Regions from separate parts of the Hordeum vulgare genome. Here region 2 is linked to region 1. The links are chromatin contacts, called in public Hi-C maps. All regions are on one chromosome and are shown on one strand. Each heading gives the region's core, a stretch centred on a gene start, on an enhancer-like site or on the middle of the called end of the contact. The rest is flanking DNA. Distances are from core to core; before and after follow the strand shown. Region 1 holds the start of LOC123403820. Region 2 holds the start of LOC123403483.

What was found. A called contact is a pair of places that touch in the nucleus more often than the background predicts.
Region 2: a contact with region 1 is called in a Hi-C map of leaf, with 6 times the contacts expected there. The contact joins the promoter of LOC123403483 here to the promoter of LOC123403820 in region 1. A contact is called at or near these places in 1 of 6 Hi-C or Micro-C datasets (leaf) and 1 of 1 datasets of contacts at active chromatin or transcription factors (embryo).

Annotation. Positions count from the first base shown.
Region 1 is chr6H:388,444,165-388,448,054 of MorexV3_pseudomolecules_assembly, reverse strand. It overlaps LOC123403820, which reads left to right and starts at 2,481. Exons shown (of 10, transcript XM_045097737.1): 1 at 2,481-2,849. The coding sequence starts at 2,650.
Region 2 is chr6H:389,026,658-389,030,423 of MorexV3_pseudomolecules_assembly, reverse strand. LOC123403483 reads left to right here and starts at 2,300. Exons shown (of 2, transcript XM_045097418.1): 1 at 2,300-3,268; 2 at 3,369-3,766. The coding sequence starts at 2,300.

The DNA.
Region 1 (3,890 bases), core at 1,232-3,731:
ATTGGTTCACATAAAAGGAAGCAAGTAATGAAGAATAGTCTCGCTCTGCAAACGAGTGGTATTTACCACAGTAATACCTACTCCTCATAAGTATCTTTCTTATAGAATACTAAAACTTCTCATTCATAGTCAAAGTAAATGAGGTGGTGAGAAAGCGAGGCTTGTAGCAAAAGGGTTCACGTAGAGACCCGACAACGATTACAATGTAACATACCATCTTGGTATGAGTGGAATTATGTTTCGATAATAAATACCATTGCCAGTACAAAAAATATTATCCATGCAATTAATAGATGCAGTGACTACATACTCATATAGGTCACTTGTTTCAAAATTTTATAACAAAGTCCCTCAAGGGCTTACAATTCCAAATCCAAAATAAATCGCAACATATTTGTGTAAAATTTCAGAAGTCACTCTATGGCTCGAAATAGTCGGAAATCATATGGTGCTACCGACTAAATGATTTTCTTCTTCCGAAGGATTACTCAAAGATTGATTATTGTTTATGTGTTAACAAAGGAATCCCAAATTTGAATCCCTTATATCACCTCAGTGTATATCGATGATTTCATCATTAATGACTCTACTAGACATAAACATACACAAAATCATCTCAAGACGGAAAGTTTGGATTTAACCAAATTTAGCTTAAGTTTACAACTTGAGCATTCTATCAAGAATACATATCAGCCTACATATATCCAAAACATATACGAGAAGTTCAGTGTGGATATATCATAACAAAAAAGACATGTATGGTCATACTACCTTTGATAAGGTACAAATCCATTCATACCCAGGGGTGATAATGAAGTGATACTAGGACCTGAAGTTCTATATCTCACTAATGTCAAAGCACTCATATACTTGCAAACTACGTTAGGCCTGACACTATATTTGCTATCTTTATTCGGAGTGCAACCCCCAACAAAAGGTATATAGTTGATATAAGTAATATCATCTTATATCTGAAGATTACAGTAAATTTTGAATATTTCCATCAGGAAATAGAAGATATGGCCATGATATGATGTAATGATATTGGCTCTTTATTTGATCCCGACGACGCCATATCAATGACTGAATTTGCTGGAATAGCCTTCGCATGGAAGTCATCTAAATGGATTTTAATGGTTATTTCCAGTTATCGTTCTCACATAATTGCTTTATCTAAAAGCATTGCAAAATATGCATAACTCAGTAGAATGGTTAACCACACTCAAAATCATGTGGTTGAGATTCATCAGAATCACATAATTTGATTTATCAAGATACTTCCACTTGTGTTACTCAATACTTACAGGTTATATGAAGAGCAATATCATAAATTACATTGCTCGGACATTCCTTATCCCCGCAGATTTATAGAAAAGTGAGGAAATAATTTGCAAAGAAAACATTGTTGTAATCCAACAGATTATACACAATCCCGTGTTCATGTCAATGGAATTGATATGAGACATCCTCCATATTTGCAAAGTCCACGAGAAGTAATCTCCCAAACTATAACCTATTAACAATCATCAGATTGCATATATTGTACTCTTTTTCCCTTGATGAGTTCCCCCCTAATGGTTTCTCATAAAGGTTTTTAACAAGACAATATAAACACAAGTGTCTTTATATGCCATATCATTTTCTCCTTGTATTTTTCCCATTGGGTTTTAAAGGAGTTTTCAATGGCATGTACGATTGCACTTTTTTCCCTTATGAGTTTTCTTTCAAAGTTTCTCATAATAGTTTTCAGTGTGGCAATATCTTCGCAAAGATCATATGTCATACTTCCTATTTTTCCTATCATGGTTTTTAAACGAAGTACTCAAGACATATTAATTGTTCTCTAAACTTCTCGATGAGTTTTCTCCTTCAAAGGTTTTTCTCATATAAGTTATCAAGAGACAACAATCACCATATGTTGCATCATTTTCTCCTTACTTTTTCCACTCGGTTTAAAAGAGTTTTAGCAACGTATCTATTCTATCCTTTTCATTTTTTTTTCACAGGTTTTTTGGAAAGAATCTTAAGATTATATGGAAGATTTATCGAGATGGAAGATCTATATGCAAGAAGCTTTCATCAATGAAACTTTCAAAAAACGGTGTTGTACAAGGAAAGTGTTAGAAATTAATTAGCAAAGGATGTCCAACCCCGAACAGTCATGTCTCTTCCCTCTTTATTGTCAACAGACATGCCTCCGTACACCTTTTCCAGACGCATATGTACTTGATAATCAATAAAAATCAGGATTAATCGTCCATTCACTTTCATTCAATCTCATTTCCCTTGGACAGCAAAATTTCCGCTGTGCTGGCGGCTGGCGCGAAAGCGGACTACCTTGCCAACTCAGCCAGCCCCGTCAGCGCCGTCATCCTACACAGCTGGCGCTACCGTTTTTTTTTTTTTTAGTGTTAGTGTTGCGGCTGGTGCTACCTTTGGCCGGTACGGTACACCGCGGTGGAAGCGCACGAGACGTGCGTGCCGACACGGCGGAAGAAACCGAGGCGAGGAAACGAAGAGGGAAGGAACAGCAACCGGCAGCAGTAGCACAGCCCTCAAAGCAAGGGGAGGGAGGAAGGCTTCCAGTCCAATCAAAGCCCCCGAAGGGTCAAGGAGGAGTCGAGGCCTCGAGGGGGGAGCGAGGTCGGCATGGGGATCGTGGAGACGTGGGTGCGCGAGAAGCCCATCCGCACCTTCCTCGCCCGCCTCTCCCGCCAGTCGGCCGCCGCCTTCGTCGCCTCCACCACCTCCCGCTCCCCCGCGGCGGCCGATGGCGAGGGCGGCGGCGCCGACGGAGGCATCCCGCAGCTCTCGTCCGTCGCCAACTCGGTCGTCTCACGCTGCTCACGGTGCGCAGGGCCCCTTCCCAACCTCAAATTACTCGCTCCGGTAGCAGACTAGTAGTAGGGATCGAGGGTAGAAGTTCGATTCAAGCCATGTATATTACTCTTTGCTTCTCGACGCACTCACCCAACTGCTGCCGATTGCTTGCTCCAAAGCGTTCGATTGGTTCATCTGAGGCGTGTGGTGGAATGCTCCATGCATATCTGAGATCATCTTAGCCTGTTCAGCACCTACGATATGATTGGTCGCTGACTGTTAATTTAATTGGCTTAATTCAACAGGAAGCGCATGCGTGCTTTTCTGTATTACTTATTTTCTCCCCTTTTGTTAAACAAAATATAGCAGCGTGCTTTCATTCTCATCGTCGGCAGTAGACATCACACCAGTTATTGTCCTCAGGGTGGGTAGAGTACAAGAGTTGATGTATATAGAATACTCTCTTTTAGTTGGACACCTGGACATGAATTTATAGTGCTTCAATGGATCTCCCTTTGAGTTTCAGGGATTCACGTGGTTTTGGTGTATGACTGTTGACATTGACTTTCTTCATGCATAGGGCATAATATCTGTAATTTTTGACTTCACCATTTTGCTAGACTGCACATTCAATTGATATATTCTGCATCTGGCAGGATCCACTGAAAACAACGACCAATCAGCATAGTCACACCACTACGGTTAATCAAATTTTAGCTGCCATCCACTAAAACTAGCTCATATAGAGAGGATAATGAGGCTGCTGATTTTCTCTGCATAAACTGTTACATTCTGGAAGTCGAGAGATAATAATAGCCAGTTATTTCTGGACATTTGTATGACACGCTTCGATACTTCGGTAATGTGCACATGTCATTACTCATCATATATAAAATGAGCAATTGGCGGTGATGTCCTGTTTCCTTCTACCTGTACTAACCGCAGAAATTGAATGGTGGGGCTGCTGATTTTCTGTGCATGAACACTTACATTGTGGAAATCGAATGCAATAATAGCTATCCATTTCTTGACATTTATACGACACACTTCGATTTTGATACTCTGCTAAT
Region 2 (3,766 bases), core at 1,051-3,550, 580 kb before region 1:
AATTGGAGGTGAAGAAGGGTTGTTGTGTCCGATATGATGAACGCATCCGGACACCCCTCATATTTGTCCTTAATTTAACCTCGATATAAAAGGTGTCGGTTAGACCGGGTGTTTAAGGCCCGTTGGAGTCTTTCGTTCATCTTTTTTTTTGGTAGATGCTCTTACCCACAGGGCCGGCCCTGGGGGGTTCCGCGGGGGCGGCCGCACGGGGCCCAAAATTGTTGGGGGTCCGCTGCATATATAATACATATACTAGGTCAGGCGTGTACTAGGTATTGTAAAGTCTCTCGTTAGGCTTGTCTCTCGTCTCCCTGCACGCCGCGACTCTCATCTGTAGGAGTACGAGACTACGGCGCGGGCTGCGGACAGGCCCTTGACGTCGGCTTCATTGCCACGCAGGCACGCACGCCGGCACGCGGAAGGGCCCTCGCCGGTTGCTTCTTCCGTAATGTCCGTGAGTCTGTCTGTTCTCCACTTCTCCTGAGGATCTCGTTCTAGTTTGATTCGTAGATCAGTTCCCGTTCTAGCTTGCAATTTACTGATGCCTGATGGATCTGGACCTGCAATTACTTCTAGTGATTCCTTTTAAATCTTTGGATAGTAAATGCCCTATTTTTGATTCAGATTTATTTATTTTCAGAATTACTCCCTCCGTTTCTAAATGTAAGACCTTTTAGAGATTCCACTATGAACTACATACGGATGTATGTAGTCATATTTTAGGATGTAGATTCACTCATTTTGCTCCGTATCTAGTCTATAGTAAAATCTCTAAAATTTCTTATATTAAGGAACAGAGGGAGTAGTAATGAAGTCTGAATCAGGTGCTGTCAAAAGAAAAAAGAGGAAAGGAGATTAAAAATTGGTAGATTCACAAAGAGGATTTCTTCGTAAGTTTTTGGCGAGTAACCCAACCACTTCAAAAAATCCAGACGAGTTGGCGTTAGTTCTTGTGAAAGAACCAAGTAATGTGAATCTAGAAGATGATATCCATACAGAAGACAACGTTGACATCGACGCGGACGATAACAATGTGAGTGATCATGATCATAATTCATCTCCCACGGAACCTGCACTATTTATTTATATTTAGGGGCCCTAAATTTTAGTTTCGCCCCGGGCCCCCAAAATCTCAGGACCGACCCTGCTTACCCATGGAGTTTCATGCAGATTTGTTTTTTTTTCAAATGTCGACAGGAGAGCTACCAAATTCATTGATGAGAAGAAGGCATTACAAGAACATCTCCAGAGGAGGAATGCACCGCATAAAAGCAAATGCTAAAAAGGAAGAAAGAAAAAACGGACTGCTCAGTTTATTATGAAAAATCGGACAAAAATCATAACAAAGTTTAGCTAGACTAGACCTAAAACATCACAAAACATACAAAACGTCGGAAGGCGAAAATTTCACAACACAGATCACCTTCTTTGCTACTGAGAATGCAACACCGACGACCACCGTATTAGTTACCGTGCATGCTCCTTCCAGTTCTACTAACCTGCGGTGAAGAACCGGCAAGATAGCAATTCGTTCGAACGTACTACTACCATTCACTGCGGGTGGTCCCGTCCCGTTTCAAACGCCAACCATGATTGCCACCTGGGGCTGATGCTCCTTGCACGGCCAACACACGAGACAGAGTTAAGAAGGCATCAGCGAAATGGATCAATGACCCGGTGACGTACAACAGCTCACGTGCCCACCATTTGTCACACCCGTCACGTGATTAGGTGACACGATCAGATCCCCCGCCCTGGCTCTGGCGCGATAGCGCAATTAATTAGCGCTCCGATCCGATCGAGATCGAATCCGACCCGATCGAAAGCGGGAGAGGGGAAGATTGCGGCCGATGGCATGCACACGAGCTCCTCCAACGGTCGGCTCGGCTGCTGCCGTCGTTGGTCGGCGCAACGGTCGGATCCTTCTGGCGGGTGACGGCGCCAAAAGGAACCCATCTTTCCACGAGCGTGCACCCTCGTAGCCGTTGAGGCGTTTGAATCCCGGCGGATACGGGTTCCAGATGATGAGCTGATGAGCCAATCACACCCGGGGCCCACCCAACGGACACCAAACACAATCCAAGAGAGAGAGAGGAATTTCAAATCTCGCCTCGGCTGTGAGATGACCGTCATCGTCATACTCGCACCACGCGCACCGATCACGTACTTAATCCTCACATCACCTCCCCCGAAGCTCTGCATAAATACCAGCTCCACGCGTTCCAACCCCAGTCTTTCCATCCCTTCCCTCCTTCATTCCCACCCGGAGCTCCACGAAACATCCGTCGAGAGAGTCGCCATGGGGCTCTGTTTCAGCAAGAAGCAGCAGGACAAGCCGCCGCCGCCGCTTGTGACGCAGCCGAGCGCGGCTGCGGCCACCACCAAGCCCAAGAAGCCCGCCAAGGTCGCCGCCGCCGCCGCGGTGGTCGCCGGCGATGACAATGCCAAGAAGGCGCCGCAGCCGAGGAGGGCGTCCAACGCGGAGGAGCCCGCTGCGGCCGTCAAGAAGGCGGCGCCGGTCGTCGTGAAGGCTAGCAAGGCGGTCGCTGGCGGGGAGGAGGAGGAGAAGAAGGAGGAGGCCAGGCCGGTCGTGGTGGTGGCTAAGGGGCCGATGCCGGTGCGTACGTCCAGCTGCACCAAGGAGGAAGTGGACGCCATCCTCATCCAGTGCGGGCGGCTCAGCCGGAGCTCGTCCGGTAAGGCGCCGTCCGGCGAGACCGGGGGCGGCCACCGCTCCAAGAGGAGCTGCGACTTTGATCCAGCCGGGGCCGGTGGCGCGGACGAGGAGTGCGACTGGGAGAAGAACGGGGTCCCCGTGTCGAGGCCGTCGCCCCACCGGGGCTCGCCCCAGAGGAAGCGCTCGGGGAGCCGGGAGAGGACCAGCGGCGGGAGCCGTAGGTCGAGCCGATCGCCCGGACGGCGTGGCGAAGGAGGTGCGCCCTCTGCGACCTCGGCGGGCTCCGGCGCTGCCAGACAGCAGCCCGGGAAGATGGTCTCCGTTCCGGCGAGGGAGAAGGTGCGCGCCCCGTCGCCCGCGGCCGCGTCCGGGAAGAGGTGCGCGTCTCCGCGATCGAGCTCGCCTGCGAGGGTGACCGCGGCCAATGAGAATGCTGGAGGGGGACAGAAGACGGCGGCGCAAACGCCGGCGCTGAGCCGGAGCTCGTCAAGGAAGGCCGAGCAGTCGCCGCTCCGGCGCAGTCCCATGGCCGAGATCGACGAGAACTCCCTCCGAAATAACAACAGCAGCACCAACACCAAGCCCCAGAAGGTAAGAAACTAGTAGCAAAATTCGAGTTTTAACGCCATTTCTTTTGTAACTCCACATCTCAACATCCGATCGGCCGCTCACAATCTTCAAATTGATTCAGAAATCGACGGAGATTGCCGTCGCCACCCCGACCCGGAAGACCACGGAGCGCGCAAAGGAGCAGAGTTCTCAGAAGGAGAAGGCGGAGGAGACCATCGTTACGGCGTCGGAGACGAGAGCACCGTCGTCCAAGACCACCGAGACGCGCACGGTCGAGACCCCCGGCCGGAGGTCAGGCCGCCGGTCGCGCAGGGCGTCGCGCGACTTCGACCAGAACCCCGGCTTGTACGCCAGCCATCTCCTCGAGGACATCCAGCACTACCACACCTCCGCTACGGCCACCCCCGGAACGCCACCATCCTTCACGCTACCGGCCTGCGTCTCCAAGGCGCAGTCCATCGTCGACGCCGTCGCCGACCTCAACTCCTCATCGTCGGAGAGCCGCGCCCGCGAGCCCGA